4 separate regions of the Mus musculus genome follow, and regions 1, 3 and 4 are each linked to region 2. Evidence: chromatin contacts called from public HiChIP or PLAC-seq and promoter capture Hi-C data. All regions are on one chromosome and are shown on one strand. Each heading gives the region's core, a stretch centred on a gene start, on an enhancer-like site or on the middle of the called end of the contact. The rest is flanking DNA. Distances are from core to core; before and after follow the strand shown.

What was found. Promoter capture Hi-C pulls out the DNA fragments that hold promoters and counts their contacts. HiChIP or PLAC-seq counts read pairs in DNA pulled down with a chosen protein or histone mark.
Region 1: an H3K4me3 HiChIP or PLAC-seq map of pro-B cells shows a contact between it and region 2, with 6 times the contacts expected there. The contact joins the enhancer-like site here to the promoter of Car2 in region 2. A contact is called at or near these places in 3 of 39 promoter capture datasets (liver, pre-B cells and stem cell-derived epiblast-like cells), 3 of 15 datasets of contacts at CTCF or cohesin (embryonic stem cells, large pre-B cells and pro-B cells), 13 of 484 Hi-C or Micro-C datasets (B cells, the Ba/F3 cell line, the C2C12 cell line and 5 more) and 3 of 115 datasets of contacts at active chromatin or transcription factors (embryonic stem cells, large pre-B cells and pro-B cells).
Region 3: a contact with region 2 is called in a promoter capture Hi-C map of pre-B cells, with 4 times the contacts expected there. The contact joins the enhancer-like site here to the promoter of Car2 in region 2. A contact is called at or near these places in 2 of 39 promoter capture datasets (hippocampal neurons and pre-B cells), 2 of 15 datasets of contacts at CTCF or cohesin (large pre-B cells and pro-B cells) and 3 of 115 datasets of contacts at active chromatin or transcription factors (the 230-238 cell line, bone marrow-derived macrophages and large pre-B cells).
Region 4: an H3K4me3 HiChIP or PLAC-seq map of the 230-238 cell line shows a contact between it and region 2, with 56 read pairs. The contact joins the enhancer-like site here to the promoter of Car2 in region 2. A contact is called at or near these places in 6 of 39 promoter capture datasets (embryonic stem cells, neutrophils, stem cell-derived epiblast-like cells and 1 more), 2 of 15 datasets of contacts at CTCF or cohesin (CD8 T cells and the NIH/3T3 cell line), 18 of 484 Hi-C or Micro-C datasets (the 4T1 cell line, the 63-12 cell line, B cells and 14 more), 25 of 115 datasets of contacts at active chromatin or transcription factors (the 230-238 cell line, CD8 T cells, the HPC-7 cell line and 16 more) and 4 of 9 other capture datasets (adipose tissue, embryonic tail, liver and 1 more).

The regions. Positions count from the first base shown.
Region 1 is chr3:14,380,640-14,383,823 of GRCm38.p6, reverse strand. No RefSeq gene overlaps it. Among named protein-coding and RNA genes, the nearest start is that of Slc7a12, 98 kb to the left of the region's middle. Within about 2 kb of position 1,898, at least 32 of the 459 cell types and tissues checked have an H3K27ac peak or open chromatin away from gene starts, as enhancers often do. A contact at or near this core is called in pro-B cells, where this site is marked.
Region 2 is chr3:14,884,755-14,887,934 of GRCm38.p6, reverse strand. It overlaps Car2 (carbonic anhydrase 2), which reads right to left and starts at 1,647. Exons shown (of 7, transcript NM_009801.5): 1 at 1,149-1,647; 2 at 1-101. The coding sequence starts at 1,182.
Region 3 is chr3:15,282,459-15,285,673 of GRCm38.p6, reverse strand. No RefSeq gene overlaps it. Among named protein-coding and RNA genes, the nearest start is that of Gm9733, 48 kb to the left of the region's middle. Within about 2 kb of position 1,308, at least 71 of the 459 cell types and tissues checked have an H3K27ac peak or open chromatin away from gene starts, as enhancers often do. A contact at or near this core is called in the 230-238 cell line, bone marrow-derived macrophages, pre-B cells and 1 more, where this site is marked.
Region 4 is chr3:15,167,616-15,170,602 of GRCm38.p6, reverse strand. No RefSeq gene overlaps it. Among named protein-coding and RNA genes, the nearest start is that of Gm33819, 12 kb to the right of the region's middle. Within about 2 kb of position 1,577, at least 4 of the 459 cell types and tissues checked have an H3K27ac peak or open chromatin away from gene starts, as enhancers often do. A contact at or near this core is called in the 230-238 cell line and rod photoreceptor, where this site is marked.

The sequences.
Region 1 (3,184 bases), core at 649-3,148, 500 kb after region 2:
CAAGATTCTTTCTCACTCAGCCCTCCTGCACATCATTAATGACTTGGGTTTGGGTATCTGGCTTCTTTTGGTTTAGGGGTCTGCCTGAACTCCTTCCCCACTAAGGGCTTCCTCCTGCCTGGCATTTGATACCATTACCTTTAGGAGACATCTGTCTAGTCACCCCTTTCCAGAGACCAGGTCCCTCACTCCACACCTCACCCCCATCGACCTCTGTTTCTAGGCTGAATGTCCACCCTCTATTGGCCAGGACACCTGAGCCCATGCCATTGGAGCCCAGTAGAGCAAACCAGCAGTGTAGGCAGGAAAAGCTGGGTTTATTGGGCTAGAAAAGGTTGTGGTTTATTGGCTTCCAGAGAGTTTCCTCTGGGTAGGAGTCTGAGATTCTTGGTGCATCTCAGTCTGAGAAGTCCCCATGAGAGGCAGGGAGGTGCAGATAGAATTGTGGGGCCATCAGAAAGAGCTCTTTCTCTGGCGTCTTGCCTTTGAGTGTGGAAATAGTGAATTTTTTTTTTCATTTAGGAATGGAGAGCAACCCATGTCAGAGTACCCCAAAGTCTAGAGTTTGCCTGACCTCCTTAGGCATCAAGTTCCCTCTTTGATGGGCAAGGAAGATCCTAATGAATTCCTGAACAAGCATTTACATTTATCAGTCATCCAGATCTTGGATTAGTCAATTCTGGGTCTAACCTTGGGTCGGGTAGCTGGGATGGACACTTTTTGATGCAGCATAGCCCAGGGTAGAGCTGTGTTCTAGCCACTCCTGAGGGTTCCTCTGAACCCCACGTCCTCATTCCTCTCCAGCGCAGACACAGACCCTTCTCCTATCACCCCATCTTTCTCTAGTAACCTTCATTATCTTGCCCAGCCCATCCAGGCCCCAAGGTAAGGAGCAGAGGGGAGAAGGGGAAGGGCTGGGCCTTGATGCTCCCCAAGACGGAAGGGACAAGGCTGTACATCGATTCTCTGCAAGGGCTGTAGGCATGGGCTGTTGAAGCTGATTTATCATCTGATCAATAAAGCAATTTAGAACTGAACTCTTTCCTCATCTGTCTGTGGGGGTCCTAGGGACCCAGGGAGCCAGGGCTGGATTTGGCAAGGCCTAGTTGAAATGAACCAAAGGCAATCACTCTGGAGTTTTCTAAGGTCTGTTTACTTTGTGGTATTGGTTCTAAGGAAACCAAATGATCAAAGGCCACCACCTTCCCCTATTTGCCCTCCACCCCATCTCAGGATGCGGGGATTTTGTGGACTTGGCTTTTGAAAGGCTCAGTTATGTCCTGACAATGTACTCAGCACTTCAGCTTTTGCAAAGCCCCTTGTAAAGAGAAATTCAGCTAGAGGACTTTTTGTATCAACTCCAGAGATCTCACTTCTTGGAAGTGTGTGTGTGTGTGTGTGTGTGTGTGTGTGTGTGTGTGTGTGTGTGTGTGTGTGTATGGTGGGGAGAGGCAGCTAGCCATCTGCTTTTCTGCTAGGGCCTCACAACCAGCTGTACGGAAGAGCAGGCTTGGAAAATAGGCTTGTCTGAAGGGTTGTAGTGTTGTTCATCTTAGGTACACCTACTGTACCCAGAGCTATGCTGTGTCAATCCATGAAAATGCGCCCTCACTGAGTTTTTCAAAACAGTGAGTGGAATTTAACCAATAGGTTTTATGCTTTTATTAGCCAGAGGATCAGGCCAGCAATGCTCCAACATTGGACCTACAACACCTGCCCAACAGCTGGAGATCAAAGAGTGTTAGCCCTAAGTGGCCCTGACAATTCTCAAACATGGCTCAAGACCTACAGGAAATTCTCAGGGAGGTTTGTGCGCAGAGGACAATGGTTTATTCCATAAACACAAATGGATCCTCCTACCTGGACGGGACACACAGAATACCATGATCCAAAGGTGGAGACAGGCTGCCCTCTGCTGGCTGCGGAGGCCCAGCACAGTACCATCAGGCCAGCCCTAGTACTCTGTCTCACTTTTCCCCATTGACCTTCTCACAATCACGCAGTGCAGAAGGGACTTCACACATCATTTATTTATACACAGTGAAGCTCGGGTACCAGCAGATGGCCGTAATTGCGTAGGGCGTGGGGAGCCACAGAGATTTGCAGGCGTCGAGTTTGCTCTGTACGGATCGACACCAGGTGGCGCTGTGGGGTCAAGGCCAAAGGCAGCCACTCCGTTTTTCTTTTTCTTTTTTAAATTTCATGTTATTTTTGTTAGCTACTCCCGTTCTGCTGTGGGTGTTGATGACCCAGTGCTTCCGCGAGCACATCTAATGTCCCCGGAAAGAGGTGTGCTCTAACACTGACCTGTGGCATACCAAAGCACAAGAATGACCCAAAGGAGAGAAACTGACAGAGTCCCCCTTTTTTTCCATTTAAGGGCGACCTGGACATGGTCCAGGATGCCCGTAGGGGAAAGAATGGCATAAAGGACTCCCAGTTGCATGAGTGTCCTGGCCGTTTAGGTGTGGTGGAAGAAAGCTGCCTGTTCTGATGGAAGTCGTGGCTCCATCAGTCTTCCTTCAAGACCACAAGTCTGGGTCATCTAAAAGGGTGGCTTCCATGGGACATCAGTCTTCAGAGATGAGGGAGAATGTGTTTGGAGATTAAGGCAGGAAGAACGTGAGTTCAAAGCCAATCTTGCTACAGAATAACCTTGCTACAAAAATGTGTGTGTGTGTGTGTGTGTGTGTGTGTGTGTTGCTATTAGATGTTTAAGTAATCCCCAAATCAAGAGTACATACTTTGTGAAGCTACAGTCCCCAACATCCTTAGGCCCTGGTAAGGGTGGGGGTAGTTTGAGAAATAGAACACAGACCCTTGGGAACCAGTCATTGGATGGTTCTAACTCCCTTCCTCCAGTCCCTGGTCCTGCCTTCAAACACACACACACACACACACACACACACACACACACACACACACACACACACCTGTTACTAAAACCATTGCAGGGTGTGGAGGGATGCTTTTAAAATAGATCCCAGATCCACCCTATAGATTCTGATCAGGTCGGGATGGGACATGGGAAACTATTTGAAAAGTGCTTGCCTGAGATGATGCTCATACTGGAGCCCTTGGAGTCTATGCCAGCTTTGCCAGCCTTGCCAGTTGGTCTTACAGCAAGGGAGCCCTTCCCTCTGCAGCTCACTTGCCTTAGGACTAATGGTTACAGGAACTTCTG
Region 2 (3,180 bases), core at 398-2,897:
CTGTAGGGCAGGGTCATGCTGGGCAGTTGCTGTGTCAATGTCCACAGGGGACTGCCGGTCTCCATTGGCAATGGGGAAGTCCTTGTGCCAGTTCTCTGGTCCTAGAGATGAGAAGAGAGCTGTTAGGTCATTGCTGTGGGAAGGGAGACACCAGCCACCGGAAGCCACTGGTGTTTCTAGACAGTCTGCTCAGTTCAACATTCGGAGGTGATACTAACTTAACATTTAGGAAAACAAAATGTGCCTCAGTCCTTTTATTTGTAACATGGGGTAATAATATTCCAAGTCTACCTCATAAGGCCAACACGAAAATTAGAGTCAATATACATCTATTTCTTAACATTGTCAGACAAGCGTTAGCAATTTTGAGATCTTTTCACTCAAATTCGGTGACTAATACTAGACAGAACTACTGAAAACAGAGTGGTCTGACTGGGGATATAAGCCCTCTTGTGACTGAGTTTGGAACATAGATTCTAAGGCATTATAACAGGTCTGAGAACCTCGTGCTGCCACACTAGGTGACAGTAAAGACCGTATAGACCAAAACTCAGGCTCAGGCCCCTCCTTTAGAACTATCTTTGCTGGGAAGTTCACACAACCACAAGCCAGTGCACCTTCTTTTCCCCTCAGATGGCGTCATATACCAAGGCCTTTGATCTGGAAGACGTCTAGGTATCTGCGATTGACCTTCTAACACTAGAAGTTGAAAGATGCATGGAAAACTCGCAATTAGACCCAAACGGGCTCCAGAAGATGCCACAACAAAGTGCGCTGGGAATCTTAGCCACAGTGCAGCAGATACAGACGTGAAGGGGACAAGTGTTTCCCCTTAACCTTTCTGCTACACACAAGTAAAATGTTAGTTACAACCCTTGCTCGATTCTGCCTAGGTTAGCCTTGGGTGACCGGCTGTGGTCCCGATAGGTATTGTCGTCGGGTGTTGCGTTGGGTTATCCCTCCCAACCCCTGTGCGCGGCCAAGCAAGTTTGAGATCAGATCCTAGAGAGCGCTCTGAGTCGGGCGCCAGGGACGTACCAGAGCGGAGACCCGGCATCCAAGCTGCGCTCCGGGATCTGCGGAGCGAGGCAGGTGCCTGAGCCGAGACCCGGAGCGCGCGGCCCGGAGCGCGCGGCCTCCCCACTCACCGTTGTGCTTGCTGTATCCCCAGTGGTGGGACATGGTCACGCCGGTGATTGGGGCAGAGCAGAAGTTGTCGTCCGTCTAGCGGTCCTGCAGTGTGTGTCGCGGGTCGCACCGTCCGGCTTTTATAGGCTCCCGCCAACTTGGTGCTCTGGGCGGCCCAGGGGAGGGACCGAGTGGACCTGAGCAAGGGGAGGAGACCGTGGAGGTGGCGGACGGAGGTGACAGGCAGAGGTGACAGGCGGAGGCCTCGGTGTTCGAGGGCCCCCGCACCTTGCTTGGGGCGGGGCGCCCTCCGGCTGCTCTCCGCTTCTGCGTCCGACCCGCTCTGCAGCAGCTGCGCGCTCTCCAGCTCGCCCCGGCGCTGCGCAGCCTCGCGGGCCGGCGCCCCTACTCCCCAGCCCCATTGTGAGCACCGACCTGGTCACCCGCCCGCACAGCGGGGCTCCGCTTCCCAGAGCTGGCGGGCCAGCCGGCCACCCGGCCGCGGCCCGCACGCACGCGGCTGCGGAGTTTGACCTTGGGCGGGGAGCGTCCTAGAGGCTCCGGGAGCGGGGATCCTGGAGCCGGGAGCGGGAAGCGGGGGGGCCCCCTGCTGCCGGGCTGCGGGAAGACGACCCGGCTTTGCCGCCAGGGCGCCCTCCAGCTTCCCGCTTGCTCCACAAATTAACCCTAGGCACCGAACTGTTGATGTAACATAACCAACAATTCTCAAAAATCGCTTTGCTTTTTGGAATTGGATTTTAAAAATGTCTTCCAAGGAGATGAGAACTTCCCCTTCCTGGCAAAGGAATTTGTATTTGACAAGCCGAAACCAACCCCCCCCCCCCAAAACAAAACAAAACAAAAAACACAAAACTTAAAAAATAGAAAAGAAAGGTAGCTGTATGGCTTCCCAGGGACCGTGGGTGTCCCGGGGACACACCTTTCAATGTTCTTTTTGTGTATTTTTATTTAAACATTTCTCTTCACCTAACACTTTTTTTCTTATTTGACTTTGAGAACAATTTTTTTGTATTGAATCTATTGTGGACCTGAGGCCATATTATTTAGAATTCAAATTGAGAAGGGTACAGTTTTTTTGTGTTTCTATGGAGGCACCTAGACATCACATTACCTATATATTAGAATCTATGTGTAAGTATAATGAAAAATATCTGACTACATTTTAAGTGTTCTCAGACTCATCATGTGCCTTTATTTCACCCAGTGCCACACAAAGATGATGCACATGTAGATCTCCTTGTTCTTATACTAAGACTCAGAAAATTATGGTCTTCTCTATACAAGACTCTTCAGGTTGATGTCAAAAGAAATTTTTGATGAAGAATGTTTTATAGGACCATTACAAAGTGCAATTCACAAATAGTCCCTTGCATCTGTGACACTAGAGATGCACAATTTGCTAGGGGTTTCCCATTTCCTGTTCCATTACTACCGTGCGTGGAATAAGAACAGATTTTGATGAAGTGCTTCTCAAGGCTTCAGACCCCACCAATTCTGGTTGCAGCTACGGGAATCCTCATCCTGTCTGGTACGTTTTAGTGGGAGCCAGGCTCCTGCTAGGGAGTCTCCTTGCCCACCTTTGGACAGTCAAGAGAGCATCAGGTATTATATCTCATATTCATTTTCTTTTCAAATTACAGAGGCTGTAGGCATTTTCTTTCTGTCAGGTCTTCATGATGGAGATGACTTCATAGTATCATGTGGATCAGTCACTGTCTAGCTCTGCTGTACTGGGGACATTCCTCCCAGGCAGTCATTCACTGGCTGCCAGATAGTAACACTGGGCTTGTAAAAATAAAACCAATGCTTATGTATTCATGTTTTTAGAGGGAAGAAATGTACTTCCTTCTAACCCAGGAGGTGGGGGAAATTTATGTATATATGTATGTATATTCATATGTACATATACATATTCATATGTACATATACACACATATATTCATATATATGGGTATATATAACATAATCAGAAAAAAAACATATAAAGTTACTAAGACATGTTCCAATTATGATAACAAAAAGTCTTTGAGA
Region 3 (3,215 bases), core at 59-2,558, 400 kb before region 2:
TGTGAATTCTCTGTTTAGGCACTCCCTTGGTTTGACCTTAGGGACCCTGGGTTTCCTCCTTGAGAGGTGTCCTTGGCACATCACTTAGGCTTTAGAAAGTTGTGTGCAGCATACTGAGACCCGCTATTCTGACGCATAAGAGACTGTTATATGCCAGCTTGCTGTTCTAACATTTCTATCAAGGGAAAAATCACAAATATTTTTGGTTGTTTTAAAGCCTATACTTGGTATTTCAGATGCCAATACCCATATCAAAACAATTAAAGGAATCTGGAGCCAAGATTTCTTTCAGTTTGGTAGGTAATTCTAAAGATAGCCAGGTAAACAGCCAGCAATCTTTGCCAGGGTTTAGTCTCAATAAGAGTTGGGGGTAATCAAAGACTAGAGATACCTGATAGGTAAATAACAAAACACATTGACTGAGAAGCTGACAGGCTTGTTCATTTCCATGAGATCTTTCTGAACTCAGGAGTCAGAATACTCATATAGATGTGACTCAGCCTCAGTCTTTTATTGAAATCACAAAAGGAGGTTGGGTTACAACGTTCACTGGTGCGGTGGGTAAATGCTTCTCTATTTTCTTGTGCCAATATTTTCTTGTGATACAGAGTAGTACAGATTTAGAACAGAAAAAAGGGAACCATAAAATCTCAAACACAAGTTTTGCAGGAAGCACTTTTTTTTATATATATTTCCCCAACCACTAGTCCCCAGTGAGGTTGGGGTGGGGGGCAGCGGTATTGCAGTTGCAGTCAGTATCTTCAGACATGTGTGGGACAGTATTGTTTTATAAAAGGGCAAAAATGAGGTCATCCTGATAACCTTGCAGTCTTCAGGACTCTCTACCTGTCTATCTAGAAAAACATTCTCACTTGACCTGTATGGAGAATTCCTACAGGGCTACTATCATCCTCCCTGAACCCAAGGAAGCCATTGCTGACTTTCTGGGAAATATTTGTATGCTATTCCATCCTCAGTTTTGTAATAAAAAATGTCCTGTTTTTAATATGCAGAACTGAGACTAAGACTGGGGGAACAGCTGCAGATTTACTCATCTCTGCCCGCAGCTCTAGGTTACTTTCATTTCCATCTCGAGCGAGTGACTGTAACACACATTTCTCTCAAATTCATGAACAAATTTCACTTTAATACTATCAGTAACATCTAGTTTTTGGATATTAAGCAGCCTCCTACTAGGTCTTGCCAGGTCACCAAATAATGAAGGAAGAAGGAAAGAGAAGGAACAGTAAATAGATAAGGAGAATGATACGTACTAATAATGGTTGCAGGAAAAACATCACGAGGTACCTGCGACAAGGGCCTCTCAGTGCTCATACTGGCACCCAGAAGAGGCCATACCTCATGTTCTGAGACACAGTACCCCCAGCAGTTTTTTTTTCCTCGTCATCAGGGGTCCTAGGCATCTCAAGCTTAATGTGGCATGTCTCCAACAAATCTCAACTAAACTTCATTAATATCTAAGGCCTAGAGAGGGAAAGTGAAAAGTACAACATCACATGCCCCCTTAGTAACACAGTTCACAGTGATAAACCTTTCCTAAAGGTCAGTATGTTGTATAACTTTACTACTTCTGTAGAGCCGATCTATATACTGTGCTAGCAGGAAGTAGGTATCAAGTGTGGGCCCTGTGTAGAAGGTCTTTTCTGGGTACTTGACAAAGAGTAGCAATGCCTGGATGTATATCTAGGCATTCCTTCCTCTCTCCCGAAAACTACTACAAATCTGATGCTCTTATGACCCTGATATTACCATTATAGTATGTGTATGGTTTCTCTTTCCTCAAGAAATACCTAGCAGGGACAATGGCTGTCATCATCATAGAAAGGAAACTGAGGAGTCCGCAGAGAGTAAGGTTTTTCTCATTCCATGGCTTCCTGATGCCACAGTCTTAGCACTTGGGTAGTCATAGCACTCTGGAAAAGTGGGCACTGGAACCACATTCTGTAGAAATAGAAACTAAGGGTCAGGTTGAACAAGTTATCTGCCTTATTACAACCATGATATGCTGACTGGTTTTTGGTGTCTTGCTATGGCAGGTAATACACGGAGGCCCAGGCTTTCCTTCTTAAGGATCTCTGATCAACACCATGCTACAGATGATATTGAGACTGAAACAGAGACTGTTTCATCTTGCTTGACCTGTCTCAGAGGCCATGTTCTGTGCCCTCCGTTTCATTTCCCACAGAAACCAACTATCCTTACACTGAGCCCTGCCACTTATATCACTCTACTTCCCCCCATGCACACCCCCAATCAGACATGAGGTATTCTCTGCCAAATGTCTACTTTAGGTAGCTTTGGGCATAACAGGCTTTGTTCCAGGGGCCTCAGGCGCCTGAAGAAACTCATTTATTTAATTCTTCTTCACATTTTTGAGACTGTATGCAGGAGGCAGTTCTATTCTGTGGCTGCTGCTCAGAGAATACGCTATGCAGAAATAATTGCATGTATGCTGTGTTAATTAATGAGGGAGAGTGCTGTAGTGATCTCTTACCTATTTCTTACCATCTCACAAGTCCAGTGCTCTTTATGAACCTCAGGGTCTTCTTCTCTAAGGGAAGAAGTAACCTCTCTCCCATAGAACATGCTTATAAAAAATGAAATAACAAAGATATGATACATAGTGGCACTCCTTCCACCTACATTATCATCAAGATCACCATTCATTATAACGAATGGCATGGCAGAAAAGGCTAGTATCACTAATAAGCTATGAATTACATCCTATCTGCATCACTTGCTGGTTGGGGTCTCATGCACATTGCATTACCTGGAAATTCACTGCCCATATATATGATATATATGGATTCAGGATGAACCTACTCTCCCTGTTTATCTCCATTGTGGGGTTGTGAGAAGACTTTCCACACCAAACTCAGGTAGAGAAATGATAACATCCTTACATAAACTAATTCACCCTCGAATGTAGCAGCTGTCCCCCAGAAGGCATGTGCCTTTTGGCCAGGATTGTGGCTATAAGAGTTGGTCCAGTGTCAAAATGCTTCAGTAGCCACAAATTGAACCATATGAAGCACTCATGTCGTAGGATCTGAAATCTGGCATCTCTAGATCTTGGACTATTATGCTTTCTCTCCACAGGGGAACAGTTTTCACATAAAATATGGGGTGACAATATGGTTGACTGAGGGTAGCCTTTGATAACTACAGCATATTAGTGTGGTGACAATCTAGAA
Region 4 (2,987 bases), core at 328-2,827, 280 kb before region 2:
TCCTTAGTGCTGTCCTTTTTCAGGCAGTCATAGTGAAATTCTGTGGGTACAGCCTCTCTAACAAACTCTCTGTTCCTCTGGCTCTTAAATTCTTTCATCTCTGTTCCTCTGGCTCTTAAAATCTTTCGTCTTCCATGGTGATCCCTGAGCCTGTGGTCTAGGAGCTGTGTTAGATGTGGATCTTCTGGGATTTCATTCTGCAACTCTCCATTTTTGATCTTATATGAACTTCTATATTTGTCTCCATCTGTTGAAAAGAGAAATTGTCTTTATTAGAGGAAGAGGGCAGAGGGCTGTAATTATCTGTGAGGAGAAGGACAAATGTTTAGAAGGTAGTTAGAATTGTGCTGGTTTAGTAAAGAGATGACAATCAGATTTTTTATTGTGTATTACTCTCTGCTCTTGCAAATTACTTGTTATGATTGTTTGACTCAATAGAATTAGATTCTCTATACCAGGATTATGAAGTGGTGACCACAGCTTTTTGAAGATTGTTTTTCTGCCTCATTCTCTTCACTTACTCAGTGCCATAATATCCTCTCCTACAATTCTATGAAAGGGGAGGGCGGAGAGAGAGAGAGAGAGAGTGTGTGTGTGTGTGTATCTGTGTGTCTGTGTGTGCCTGTGTCTGTTTGTGTGTCTGTGTGTCTGTCTCTCTCTGTGTCTGTGTATATGTATAACTGGGTCTATATCTGTTTGTGCCTTTGTGAGTTTATGTGTGTGTCTACATTTGTTTGTGTGTCTGTGCTTGTGAGTGTCTGTGTGTCCTTGTTTGTGTGTCTAGCTCTGTGTGTGTGTGTGTTTCTGTGTGGGTATGTTTATGTCTGTGTCTGTTTGTATCTGTCTGTCTGTGTTTGTGTATATGTATATCTGGGTATGTATCTGTTCGTATCTCTGTGTCTTTGTGTGTGTGTATCTACATTTGTTTGTGTGTCTGTGCTTGTGTGGGTTTGTATGTCTGTGTGTCTGTCCGTGTCTATGTGTATGTGTGTGTATGTCTGTATTTGTGTGTGTCTGTGTGTATATGTCTCTGTGTGTGTGTCTGTGAGTCTATGTATGTCTGTGTGTATATGTGCATGTTTTGTGTGTGTGTGTCCATGTATCTGGGTCTGTCTATGCTTCTGTGTGTGGGTTTGTGGGTACGTGATGCTGCTATCCTGAGGGAGCTGGTAAAGGAATAATGCTGGTATATTTTTAGCATAAAATGTTGTTGTCTTTTAATCCTATAAATCCGTGCTTGCTGGGCTCAGCAAGTATCCTTAAAGCTGTTCTACTTGCTTCTCTATTTCCATTATCTCTTAGGTTATGATTTGGTGATGTCTGTTTGATCAAATAATGTACTCCTTAAAATAGTTTTTAATTTTATGCATTATTTTGTTTCAACTGGGAAATTTGTCCCTAACCTAGCTTGTTGCCTACTTGAAAGAGAAATCTTCAGGCCTTCATTCTGTTGATAAGATTCATAATCTAAAGTTTGAGAAGCAGAAATATTTGGAACATGTCTATGAATATGGAGAATAGTCCCATGCTAAAAAAAAAATCCCACCCATGCTGTTTGTAAAGTACTTGACCTATTTCTCTCAGATACACCTCTGCAGAACTAAAACTCTACATCCTTAGTCACACAGTGCAACTGTCTAACATCCTTCTTAGTCAATTCTCATGAATCTCCAAACACAGGGAATATGGACATCTACAGGTGATAAAGTACATGACTTGATATCATTTATATTATCACTGAGTCTTGGAGAATTTAAAGTATATCATGAAATTTGATTGATCACATAATTTGGTCATCACTAGACTGGTGAACGAACTACAGAGATGGCAAAATCACTCTTGCGCTTGCATTAAGCCCTTTGTACTAAAGTTTTTACTGAGGCTTAGCAACCAGTGATTTTCCAGGTTTATTTGTATTTCATGTAAAAATTAACTTTAGGAGAAATACAGCTTTCATTTTACTTATTATGACAAATAAACTGAAGTTTATAAAATCCCTGATTGAAAACTCATGGGAAGAAATATTTTGGTTACTGTTTTCTTGATGAGAAGTTGTAAGTAATAACGCTAGCTGTTCCAGATGTTCTACCTCTTAAGGTCTTCCTGGGGCTTCTCACCGTATGTTTGCTTTAATTCCCTATGAGGAAGTCGATGGATTCTTTTCAATATGTCATATTGGAGAATGCTGTCATTGTGAGCTCTCACAAAACAACAAGGACACAGGAGACCACAGAACCTGAGACTGGCTGGTAGATGAGAAACTAGGTTATTTCCCAATACCAGTCTCTGTTGAGATTAACTAAATTGATTTGGGGAGGTAATTCTAAATAGTCTCCTTTGTGAAAGAGCCTTAAAGCATGAACACATTAGAAAATTAAAATAATTTGGTAATTGCTAAGTGATTCACAAACACAGTTCAAATTAGACTCTCCACAGGACTGGCCAGGCCTGAAAGGCTGACTGACTTATTTTATATTTGTTGATGAAAATGTATGAGTAATATATTTAATCATATTAATCCTTAATTCTTTTCACTGGAACTCCCAATAACTTGGTAACTCATTCAAGACTGCCTATAACTTGGTAACTCATTCAAGATCTTACAAATCAATAAGCTGAAAGCCATTATTACCAAAAGAATTTTTCTTTTGCTTCCTCCTTGAAAGGAACAAATCATTCTGACATTGAACTTGCAACCTACTCACACCTCATTTCCTGTTGTGACTTTGCCCTCCATTGATTCACCCGACATGCTCCCTCTCTGATGCTGAACACAACTGATCTCCACATTTGATACAGATAAAGCAAGGCTAGAGGAATACCACAGACCCACTTGGGGAACACCAAGCAGGACATCTGTTGCCCCTGAAATGCTCCCACTTGGATCATCTTGCAGCTGCATATGCTCTGTCTGGGTTCCTTCAGAACCATGTATATTTTATTATGAACAACTATAAATATACTAACATGGATGGGAGCAGTCTAGG